2 separate regions of the Rattus norvegicus genome follow, and region 2 is linked to region 1. A link is a contact called in public HiChIP or PLAC-seq data. All regions are on one chromosome and are shown on one strand. Each heading gives the region's core, a stretch centred on a gene start, on an enhancer-like site or on the middle of the called end of the contact. The rest is flanking DNA. Distances are from core to core; before and after follow the strand shown. Region 1 overlaps LOC102551152 (a long non-coding RNA gene). Region 2 overlaps Arhgef28 (Rho guanine nucleotide exchange factor 28).

What was found. HiChIP or PLAC-seq counts read pairs in DNA pulled down with a chosen protein or histone mark.
Region 2: a contact with region 1 is called in an H3K27ac HiChIP or PLAC-seq map of oligodendrocytes, with 6 times the contacts expected there. The contact joins two enhancer-like sites. A contact is called at or near these places in 1 of 12 Hi-C or Micro-C datasets (Schwann cells) and 1 of 1 datasets of contacts at active chromatin or transcription factors (oligodendrocytes).

Annotation. Positions count from the first base shown.
Region 1 is chr2:30,808,769-30,814,019 of GRCr8, reverse strand. It overlaps LOC102551152 (a long non-coding RNA gene), which reads left to right. Exons shown (of 5, transcript XR_010063713.1): 3 at 5,061-5,251. It also overlaps a transcript of LOC134485581 not described here. Among named protein-coding and RNA genes, the nearest start is that of Arhgef28, 480 kb to the left of the region's middle. Within about 2 kb of position 2,664, at least 6 of the 93 cell types and tissues checked have an H3K27ac peak or open chromatin away from gene starts, as enhancers often do.
Region 2 is chr2:31,031,788-31,037,324 of GRCr8, reverse strand. It overlaps Arhgef28 (Rho guanine nucleotide exchange factor 28), which reads left to right. Exons shown (of 36, transcript NM_001415065.1): 33 at 28-75; 34 at 5,333-5,537. Among named protein-coding and RNA genes, the nearest start is that of Arhgef28, 260 kb to the left of the region's middle. Within about 2 kb of position 3,859, at least 2 of the 93 cell types and tissues checked have an H3K27ac peak or open chromatin away from gene starts, as enhancers often do.

The DNA.
Region 1 (5,251 bases), core at 1,415-3,914:
GAAATCTATTGGCTTTAGACAAGATATGCTTTTCCAAACTCCCTGTACATGTGTTCTCTGATCTTGTTTTGTTACTAAGCTGATCAACACTGCTGCCCCCCCTTATTTAGACTTTTTTCCTTTCTTTTTTTTTTTTAATTTAATCCTTGGGGTTGGGGATTTAGCTCAGTGGTAGAGCGCTTGCCTAGCAAGCGCAAGGTCCTGGGTTCGGTCCCCAGCTCCAAAAAAAAAAAAAAAAAAAAAAATTTAATCCTTTTACACAGTTCAGATTTTATCCCCTTCCTGGTCCACCCTCTGTGCCACATCCCATACCTCCTCCCCGCAACCTCCTACCCCAGCTTGGTCTCCACAAAGATGTCCCCATCCCCCCTCCCACCCCACCTCACCTCCCCACTCCCTGGGGCCTCCAGTCTCTTGAGGGTTAGGTGCATCTTCTCTGACTGAGTCCAAACCTGGCAGCCCTCTGCTGTATATGTGTTGGGGGCCTCATCTCAACTGGTGTGTGCTGCCTGGTTGGTGGCCCAGTGTCTGAGAGATTTCAGGGGTCCAGGTTTATTGAGACTGGTGGTCCTCCTACAGGGTTGCCCTCCTCCTCAGCTTCTTCCAGCTTTTTCCTAAGCTTTTCAACCAGAGAGGTCAGCAGCTTCTGTCCATTGGTTGGATGCAAATATCTGCATCTGCCACTTTCAGCTGCTTGCTGGGTCTTTTGGAGGGCAGTCACAATAGGCCCCTTTTTGTGGGTGCCCCATAGCCTCAGTAATAGTGTCAGGCCCTGTGGCCTCCTCTTGAGCTGGATCCCAATTTGGGGCTGTTCCTAGACCTTCTTTTCCTCAGGCTCTTCTCCATTTTTGACCCTGGGGTTCTTTCAGGAACAATTTTGGGTCAGAGCTTTTGACTGTGGGATGACAACTGCATCCCTCACTTGATGCCTTGTCTTTCTGCTGGAGGTGGACTTTATAAGTTCCCTCTTCCCACTGTAGGGCATTTCAGGCCTCTGGTACACATCCTACCTCCCGAGGTTGCCTGTTTCCATTCTTTCTGCTGGCCCTCAGGATCAGGCAGAGAGTGTTCACAACCCCTGGGCTGCTGGACTCGGGGCTTTGGCAATTCTTGGTGGCAGCAGAGCCGAGATTCCATTATTGCGTGATTGTTCTAGAAGTGTGTGATGGCAGGGCTGGGAGGTCAGATGGCTCTGTGGCCTTGGGAAGTCACTCACTCTAAATGGCTATGACTGTAAAGATCCTTCCCCTGACCAGGGCTGTGGGGAGGATCAAGTAAGAAACCTCTCAGAACAGTGCCTGACACAAGCCACTGCTTAATAAACACGGCATGTTATTTAAGGAGCAGGACGCATCAGGTTGGAGAGACTTGTTCTAGCCGGTAAATACAGAGGCAGTTACAAGTTTTCTAGGCACTTGAGCAAAAAGAGAATTGTAGTTTTTCCTGAGACTGGGGGACCTTGTCTGCAGAGAAGGAGATTGTCTCGTTGGGTTCACGTTCTGCCCTTGCAAGTGTTGCTGATGTTGACTTAGTTCCCTTGCGAAGCTGCCCAGCACCCAACAGCACCTGTCACCTTCTGCAGTCACTTATTAACTCTCTGGTTACTCCTGGAAGGGGGGTATTTGTTTTCTGGGAGAGTCACCAAGAATTGAAAAACAAAACCCTCAAAACAAGCAAACAGGGCCTATCTGGGACAGTGAAGAACTCGACTCCACTTCTCCTCAGGTCCATCAGAGTCTCAGGTGCCATTCATATCCCTCCATTTGATGTCATTCTTGTTGCTGCTTTGGGTCTGTTGTTAGTTAGTTAGTTAGTTAGTTAGTTAGTTAGTTAGTTAGTTAGTTTGATTGAGACAGGGTTTCTCCGTGCAGCTCTGGCTGTCCTGGAACTAGCTTTATAAACCAGGCTGATCTCGAACTCAGAGATCCACCTTTGCCTCCTGAGTCCTGGGAATGAAGGTGTGCACCACCACCGTCCCCCACTCTAAATCTGATGTTTTAACTGTAGAAGTTTCACATTTGTATAGTGAGAGCAGCAGGATAGGTGCGGAGAAACTGCAGCAGCGATCGGTTGGGATTTAGTCCCTTCCCTTTTCTCTACTGTGACTGGCAGGACTCGTCCCGTAACCTTGACAATGCTCATCTTATACCCCTGATAGTACAGGGCTACACTGGGCCAATCCTCAAGCCCCTACCAATGCAAATGCTCCACAGTCTCATGGGCTTGGATCAGAGATGACTTCTATGAATGACCCTAAACAATTTGACGGATTTTAGAGGTTTCAACTTAACACTCTTCTCATTAAGTAGTATTAGGCAAGCGCCGGCTGTATGTGCTTCAGGCCCATGTCTTCATAGCCTCAAGACCCTTGAAGAGCCTACTCTGGGCCCACCTGACCCCTCTGGATTTTTCTGATGCTGTGGGTGCTGCTGCTTCCTGCTGGGAAGCTTCCGGGCAGCTGCTGTTCTTGGATTTCTGTTTCCATTTGTTGCCAAAGACAGTGAGCTCATGGCAGGCTGCCTGGCTCAGCATCCCACTCCGAGATCTCTTGTTCTATAAAGAAGTTGCTCCATTTTCCTCCAGGCTAATGTACAGCTGCGTTCAGGAGCATTGAACTGTAGGATAATCACTTAACTGTGCTCTAAGATTGTAAGGGCCCTGCCTTCGCTTCCTCAGCAGAGATATGCCCACAACAACAAGGCTTTGGTTGTCTCCTGACTGCATGTGGCCTGTGGCTCTGTTTCTCATGAATATATCCCATAAGGGAAATGCTCAAAGAGCCAATGATTCAGAAGTCCCCACATGTGGCTCTCTCTACATTCAGGTTTCTAAAGGAGCAGTGCTGGGTAATTCCGCATGCATTTTGGAAGCTGGGTGATTTTTCTCACGGTGTTCTGTAAGAGGACTGTGTCTTCTAATAACTGGCTCACCTCAAAGGCCAATCACTTTGAATTTAAGACAAGGCACTGTCACATATTAATGGCAGAAGAGAGCAAGAATGATCACGAGTATCACAAATATCCGTACATCTTGCAGGGTGAGCATTTTCTAGGACAAGTCTTCCTCTCAACACCATTTTGGAGATGAAAAATCTCTCATGGTCTCAAAGTCGCACATAGCCAAACTGAAATTTTAATTAAGATTTAAATTAGGAAGCCAAGAGGGTCGATACTGACAGGAGGGCCTGATGCGTCCCAGGAGACATCCCCTAAGGCTTAGGAGGCCACAGAGTCATTTTTAGGCCTCCGTTACTTTCACGCAGGACATCAGCTACCACTGTTCTTTCGATCACCTGGGGCCTCTACAATGCTGACCAAGCTCCAAGCTCCCGTGCGAGAGACACTGAGGGGTCAGGAACCCTGCTCAGTGCTGTAGAACCCAGAAGCCAACGAATGAAACTGCTAAGCCTCTGTGCAAAGTACTCCTCCATCATCCAAGATGGCGCACAGCCAAGTGCAGGGAAACCCTGCAGGCAAGTGTCAGGGTCCAGGAGAAGGGCTAACCATGTGCATTGCACCAGTTCTATCAGCTTCCACTTCTTTACTTTCGCATACTTCTATAAGTCTTCACATTTGGTTTCAAATAACCTTTTATTAAAGTATTAAATGTTATGGATATGGGTATTACATAGTCATTTATCAAGTACACATAGGCCGAGTCCATATGTTTTTATTATATGTAATTTTTATTGAGGCATATTGAGCAAATTTAGACATGTCCACCCAAGTGCACGTGGCCTGAGGATATGGCTTTGAAGGCTCTTTAAATATGAACTAGTATCTCTTCAGAGACGCCATCTGTAACCCCTAGAAGTCCCTTCATCCACCAAGATGAAGAACATGCATTCTACCACTGTAGGTCTATTGATTGCTTTTGTTCTTTATAATCATGATGTAAGTGTTCACACGTAGATGATGTATACATGCTTCAACATCTGTCACACCTACCTAGCATCAGATCTGGGAGATCCACCCATCATGGGACTGATCGTGGTTGCTCTTTCCTGTCATGTACCCTTACCTCAGCTCACTTGCTTAGACCTATAGCTTAGCTGCTTGGGAATCTGAGGAAGAATGATTACAAGTCCAAGTCCAAGGTCAGCCAGGACACCTTAGTGAGACCCCATGTCAAAATTAAAGTTTAAAAGAAAGGGTCTGGGAATATAGCTCAGTGGTAGAGTGTTGGCTTAGAATATTAGGTTAGGACCTTGTAAGGCTCTAGGTTCAACCCCCCAGTGCTCTGATGAGAAAAGAAAAGTATTCCCTTGAGTAGAAATAGCCATGTACTTATCCATCCTTCAGATGATGTGGGGTAAAAGTTTCCTTTGGGGTCTATTAGATGTAAGTATATATGCCTACATACACAAATACAGACACAGACACAGACACAGACACAGACACAGACACACACACACACACACACACACACACACACACACACACACACACACACACAGAGGAGAGAGAGAGAATGAGAAAGTATGCATGCCTTCAATCCCAGCACTCAGGAAGCAGAGGCAGCAAGTTCGTAGGTTCAGGGCTAGCCTGGACTACATAGTATGACCCTGTCTTTTAAAAAAGTCTCTGGCCAAGCCACACACATAAATTGCTGTGTAACTGGGACTCAGCAACGGCCTCCTCTGCCTAGCTTCAGATGAACCTAGAGGGATGTCATTCCCAGACTCTCAGAGTCAACAGAGAAAATCCCTGAGTTCTGGAAAGCCCGTGGATACCTGCTGTCTGTATTAACAAGTCCGATGGGTAGATACCTGGGTCAGCTCATGCCTTGAGATACTATCCAAATATTCTGGGAATTCATGTACTGCCTGCTCTGAGTCAGGGAGGACGATGCTATAATTTGAGACAACTAGGAACATTGGCTCACATCTCTCGAATTTCTGACACAGTTGGAAGAGAGAGATCTTGAGGCTAGGGATCATACTTTGAGGTAAACCTGCCACCTCAAGTTCAGGCGTTTTCTCTGCGGAGAACAATTTGGGGCTGGCTCGGGTGTGTGTGGGCAGCCCGAGTGAGCATCTCTTTGCATATTTTCGGTTACAGAACAACTTACGAGAGCCACATGGGCAAAGGGCAGTGTAAAGGCCGTTGGTCCTCAGAAAATATCCAATTACAGACTCAACCAAGCTCAGAAAAGGGGAACGGAGTCAGGAGAGCCAGGGAGCCTGGTGATACCCAACAATGTGGGAGAAGCATGATGAACTGAAGCCTCTGGGAGGCTAATCATGGAATCG
Region 2 (5,537 bases), core at 2,610-5,109, 220 kb before region 1:
CACGTAATCTTTTCTATGCCCCCCCAGATTATACAAGCGATACAGAACTTAACGCGTCTCCTCTACAGCCTTCAGGTAACGGCTCTCCTGTACGTCCAACCGCGGGGATGTTTCTTTTCATGTACACTGCTGGTGTCCAGACGTCAGAAATTAGAGCATTCGAAAGGCCGTAAGCCATCCTAGCCGAGTGCCAACCCCCTAGGTGTCACTCCGCCAGACAAGCCAAGTTCACCCGGTTTTGTGATCACAAGGCAGCATGGCACTGTCACGTTTTACCCGAATCTTCTCAGAAAGCATAAAGCCTGTTCGTGTCTCTCAATATTAACAACGAGCCTGCTTGGGTCTGACACAGTGAACCGCTTCGGTGAGCGTCGCCTGACTTCATGTTTTCTGGTGAAAACTGAAATTCCCACCTAAACATGTGTCACCTCCACATCCGGCCTTAGGCCTTTGTGAGGGGCGGCTAAGTAATTTGTATGCCCTTCTGTGCTTTGGTCTGCTCGCTTGTCACCCAAAAGCAAATGGGCGGTCACCGAGGCGCCTACTAATGGCTCGTTACCTTTTGAGGAAGGCATAGGAAGTCACACTGGTGGTGTGAACTGGGGGAAAAAAAATCACACTAGTGGTGTGAACTGGGAGACTGTAATCCGTCCCTCAGGTGGTACGCACTGAGGAAGCTGCCGGTGTGCCCAGTGTGCTCTCTGTGGTGCTTAGTAATTTTCAATGCTTTCATGACAATAGTTAAACAGTGTAGAATTTTTTGAGAATAAAAATCAAGTAAACTGTCTGCAGTTCTAAAGAGAGAATTGCTTTTTTTTTTTTTAAAGGAGGGAACAAACCAACTAATAAGACAAGGTTACCATGTCGTGTGCATCCCTCCAGAGTTTAGACTGTTCCATGTTTACTCGTTGGCAACACACATCTTTCGGTGGTGTCAACTATATACAGCATGATTGTTAATGTATGAATAGTATCCAGATCTATAGAATTCAGTTCCAATGATTTATGTTTGCGTTATCGATAGCACCGAACATCAGCGTCCTTATGGGAAGTGTTTTTAACCATAGCTGAATGTTTCCATGGGCTAAAATTCCTATAGTTACTTTTTTGCGATTTTAGTAAACGGTCTTTTTCTTTTCCCTTCTTTCCCCTCCTCAATTTAAAAGCAGAGCGAGCTCTCAGCTTACACCTTAGGACTGTTAAAGGAAAATGGAGCCTAAATTTGGAAGAGAAAGCATAGAACCATGGCTGCATTAGATGGTTTCTTATGTAGATTTTGACAACAGGAACACTTTCTCATAAGCACTATTGATCCGAGCTCCGAGCTCCGGTAACAGCCCCGTCCTCAGTTATTAAAGCTTTGGATTACACTTGAGTATAGGGTGACACTAGTACCCTCTTAGCATTTTTCTACATATTTTGCATATTTTACAAGGTTTATAGGTCGCTCTGTCCCATTTTCTACCAAGGCCACCAGGTTAAAACATTTTATTTATGAACTAAGTGGATGAGAACGAGTGCTTCTTCTCTGACCAGGTCTGTCTGAGAATGGGGCCAGTCTCCTCTTATTTTAGGCTATGTCGGAAGCTTTATAATTGTCTTCATGCAGACTCTATAAATTAAAAAACACATAAGTTCTATGCTGATCCAGTTATGGTTGTTAATAAAAACTATTGGGTTTTATGTATTTTTTAAAAGATTTATTTATTATATATGAATTCACTGTAGCTGTCTTCAGACACACCAGAAGAGGGCATCAGATCTTATTACAGATGGCTGTGAGCCACCATGTGGTTGCTGGGAATTGAACTCAGGACCTCTGGAAGAGCAGTTGGTGCTCTTAACCGCTGAGCCATCTCTCCGGCCCTTTTATGTATTTTTTTAATATCAGCCAACCCATTTAACTTCAGTTTTTGTTTTAATGAAATTTCCCATAGGTTCTCTGGAATGTTTCACATAGAGAGTTTGAAAAAATTTTTTAAAAAATATGACTATTTTTCAATAATGATATCAATACTGCTTTGGGTAGATACAGGGTCACCTAACTTTCTGACATGGTGACATGGCACTGTCTATACGTGTGTCAGAGCTGTCCTGGGACACACGTGGTACCTGGACCACAATTTGCCCGTGCCTCCATCCTCAACCATGTTAACCAACAGTGGTTAATAACAGTAAGCTTCCTATCTTAGTCACCTCATGTGATGGTGACTTTACTGTCTTCTGTAAAGTATTAGGAGACAGGGGATCTGAGAGGTCCATCGATTTTGTGAAACGTATCAACTGAAAAGCTTCGGGCTTTAAAAAGTACATGAAGGTTGGGGATTTAGCTCAGTGGTAGAGCGCTTGCCTAGCAAGCGCAAGGCCCTGGGTTCGGTCCCCAGCTCTGAAAAAGGAAAAAAAAAGAAAGTTAAAAAGTCCATGAAGCTCTTGGGGCCATGACCATTGAGCATCTCGACTTGTGTTGCCTGGTGAAAAGATGTGGAGTTGTTTCTGTTGTCGTCGTTCACCTCTAAGTGCCGCCCCGTGCACATCTTTGGTTCAGAAGAGTTCAGCAGTCCACTGGCCTCCGTTTTTCCTCATTGGTTCTCAGCCTGTGGGTCATGACCCCTTGGCGACCCTTTCACAGGGGTCGCCTAAGACCATCAGGGAAGACAGATCTTCACATTACGATTCACAACAAGTAGCACAATTGTAGTTACGAAGCAGGAACAAAAATGATTTTATGGTTGGGGGTCACCACAGGATGAGGAACTGTATCGGGGAGTGACAGCATTCGGAAGGGCGGGAACCACTGTGTTCACTACAAATAGGAAACAGCAGTGTCTCCAATAGATTCCCTGAGCTGGCCTTAGGCTACGGGGTCTGAAATGTTTCTGTTTTGTGGTGTGGTCCTCTCTTTAGAAGCTGGACTTTTGCCCATTTCTGAAACGGCGATTAGTCCCTACGTTAGAGTTGGGGAAGAATAGACAGGCTGGAGAGGGAATGGACTCAGATAAGTGGAATGAAAGTCAGTTAAGAATTTCTAAATGTAAATGTTAAATGTGGAAAATCAATATCCCAGTCTTCAGTGCATGCTTGTGAGAGGGAAGAAAATGGCCGTATCCCAATCTCGAGCAGCCATGAAAAGTTCGTTGAGTTATGCCAGTAACAATCCTCACACAGAGCTAGAACCTCTTTGTTTTGGCAAAATAGTGGGCTTGACGGCCTCCCGGATACCCTCGGAGTCTAGGGTGGTTGAGTAGTGGTAGCATCCACTGTGTTCCAGGCCAGCAGGGGTGCCAGTGGTTCACTAATGCTAATCACCCCAGGTTTAAAGGCCACAGTGGCTGGTGCCCACTCTCCACGATGACATTGAGCTCTCCAAAGTCATTCGTCGATTTATTTTCCAATTAATTTTCAAATTTAAAAATACAAATTTGGCTTCAAAGGGCCCTGGTGAACACATTTTTTGAGTCTCATTCCAAGGCAAATACGAATTTAGAAACATCTTGGTTTGTGAACTTTCAGAAATATAGAAGAGTGCCGATCACACAAGCCAATGGGCAAGTGCCCATCTTCCCGGGGTGCGGGTTACATGGGCAGTTTGGAAACATCTTAGGAAGCAAAGATTTGAATTTATCCTTAGGAGGGTAATGGCTTCTCCTTCAGAGTCAAGCCATGCATAGGCACCCAGTGTGTGTCTCTTTGCAGCGTGTCCCTTCTGTTCCTTCTTGCTTTCGAATGGGAACTTTCAAAATTAAAGGCTTTCAAGAACATTCATTCGCCGTCGCTTCGTTGTTGGTTTGGTTTACTGGCATCATTTCAGATCCTGGTAGTTCTCTCCCGTGATGTGGCTAAGTTCTTCTTAGATACTGTGACTCAGAACGGTTCGTGAATGTCAGTCATGGCTGCTGGGATCCAGAGTGCCTATTTTCCCTTAACTGTAGCTGCCCCCTGTTAGCAATCAGGTAAACCATGACTTTAAGCTCTGATTTGTATAACCTTCTCGCTCTGATGCTAAAACCTAGCAGTAAGGAGACTAGATCGACTGACTTCCATAGCTCCTAAAAGCAGCATTAACTGCAATTCTCAGGCATTATGCTATAAAAAGACTATTTGCCAAAAGTCTCCAAATAGTTGACTTTTATTTTTATGTCTTCATGAAAGCAATATATAAAGCTCAAGTAATTTCTGGTTTGGGACTCAAATAAAGGATCCTACTGTGTTTATATAGATTCTTAAATTCCCACGAATGATTGAGCGGGGACCTCAGAAGGAGAATGAGAACAGAACGGGGATTCAGAGCGTTGTGAATTTGCACACCAAGTTCCTACCCAAAGGAGTGACTCAAATACAACCCAACAACCAGCAGCCAGTCACTTCTCCGACAGCAAGAATGAGAACAATCACCCCTCTGTAGCTGTGAGGTTTTTATCCTAGGTTGAAACCTAACCAACCTTGGATCAAAAAGACGGAAAAGTCAGTTCCAGAGACTCCAGGGAAGCAGCTGGCGTCCACCCCTCCCCGTGTGAAGGATGGCGCATTAGGGGTCGCAAGCAATCTAAGGGCAACTCAGAGCGTTGGGCGTGGTGGGGGGATGGGTAGGTTATGTCTTACTACTAAGCCATTTCAGTTAAGGACTTGAGCACCAAGTCTTGATTAGCCACTGGAGTATCGAACCAAACTCTCTTAGATATGAAAGGCCAGCAATATTGATGGTATATATTATTGTATATGTATATATTAATATATATGCTTTCCTGTAAACATTCTCAAGTTGTACTGATAGGAAAACGTAGGCAAGCCTATTTCAAAGCTCAGTGTGCCTTGGATCTAAGTTGGGAAGGGGCAGGATATAAAAATAAGCAAGCAAGCATTCCACGTTTTAGAGGTCTTTCTGATCAAGAGGTTAAACAGTCAACAAGCTGTGTGAGCTTTGTGTCTTATTGGCAAAGTACCTAAGTAACAAGCTAGACGAGGGAAAGTCGGCGCTGTCCCCTGGTTTCAGTACATGGACACTTGGTGCCACTGCTCTGGGGAAAGCAGAACTTCATGGTGGGGAGACTATGGGCTGGGTCCCAGTATCCCCTACCAGGATGGACACACACAGGCACGTACACACACGTGCACGTGCACAGAGGCACAGACACAGGCACACCCAGTCCATCCCCACTTATCCATGACCATCTACTAAACCTATCTCTTAAAGGTTTTGCCTTCTCCCACGAGCTCTATAGCAAACCACCAGGCCTTGAACCCATAGCATTTGGGATCCCATTCCCAACCCATATGTAACACAAATCTGTACTTAACTCATTTGGTTTCTTCTCCATTCCCCACCCCCACCCAGGCTGCCTTGACCATCCAGGACAGCCACATTGAGATCCACAAGCTAGTTCTACAGCAGCAGGAGAGCTTGGCCCCTAGCCACTCCTTCCGAGGTGGCCCCTTGCAAGACCAGGAGAAATCCCGTTACCTGGAAAAGCATCGTGAAGAGCTGGCCAACATCCACAAGCTCCAGTACCAGTTCCAACAAGAGCAGCGGCGTTGGCACC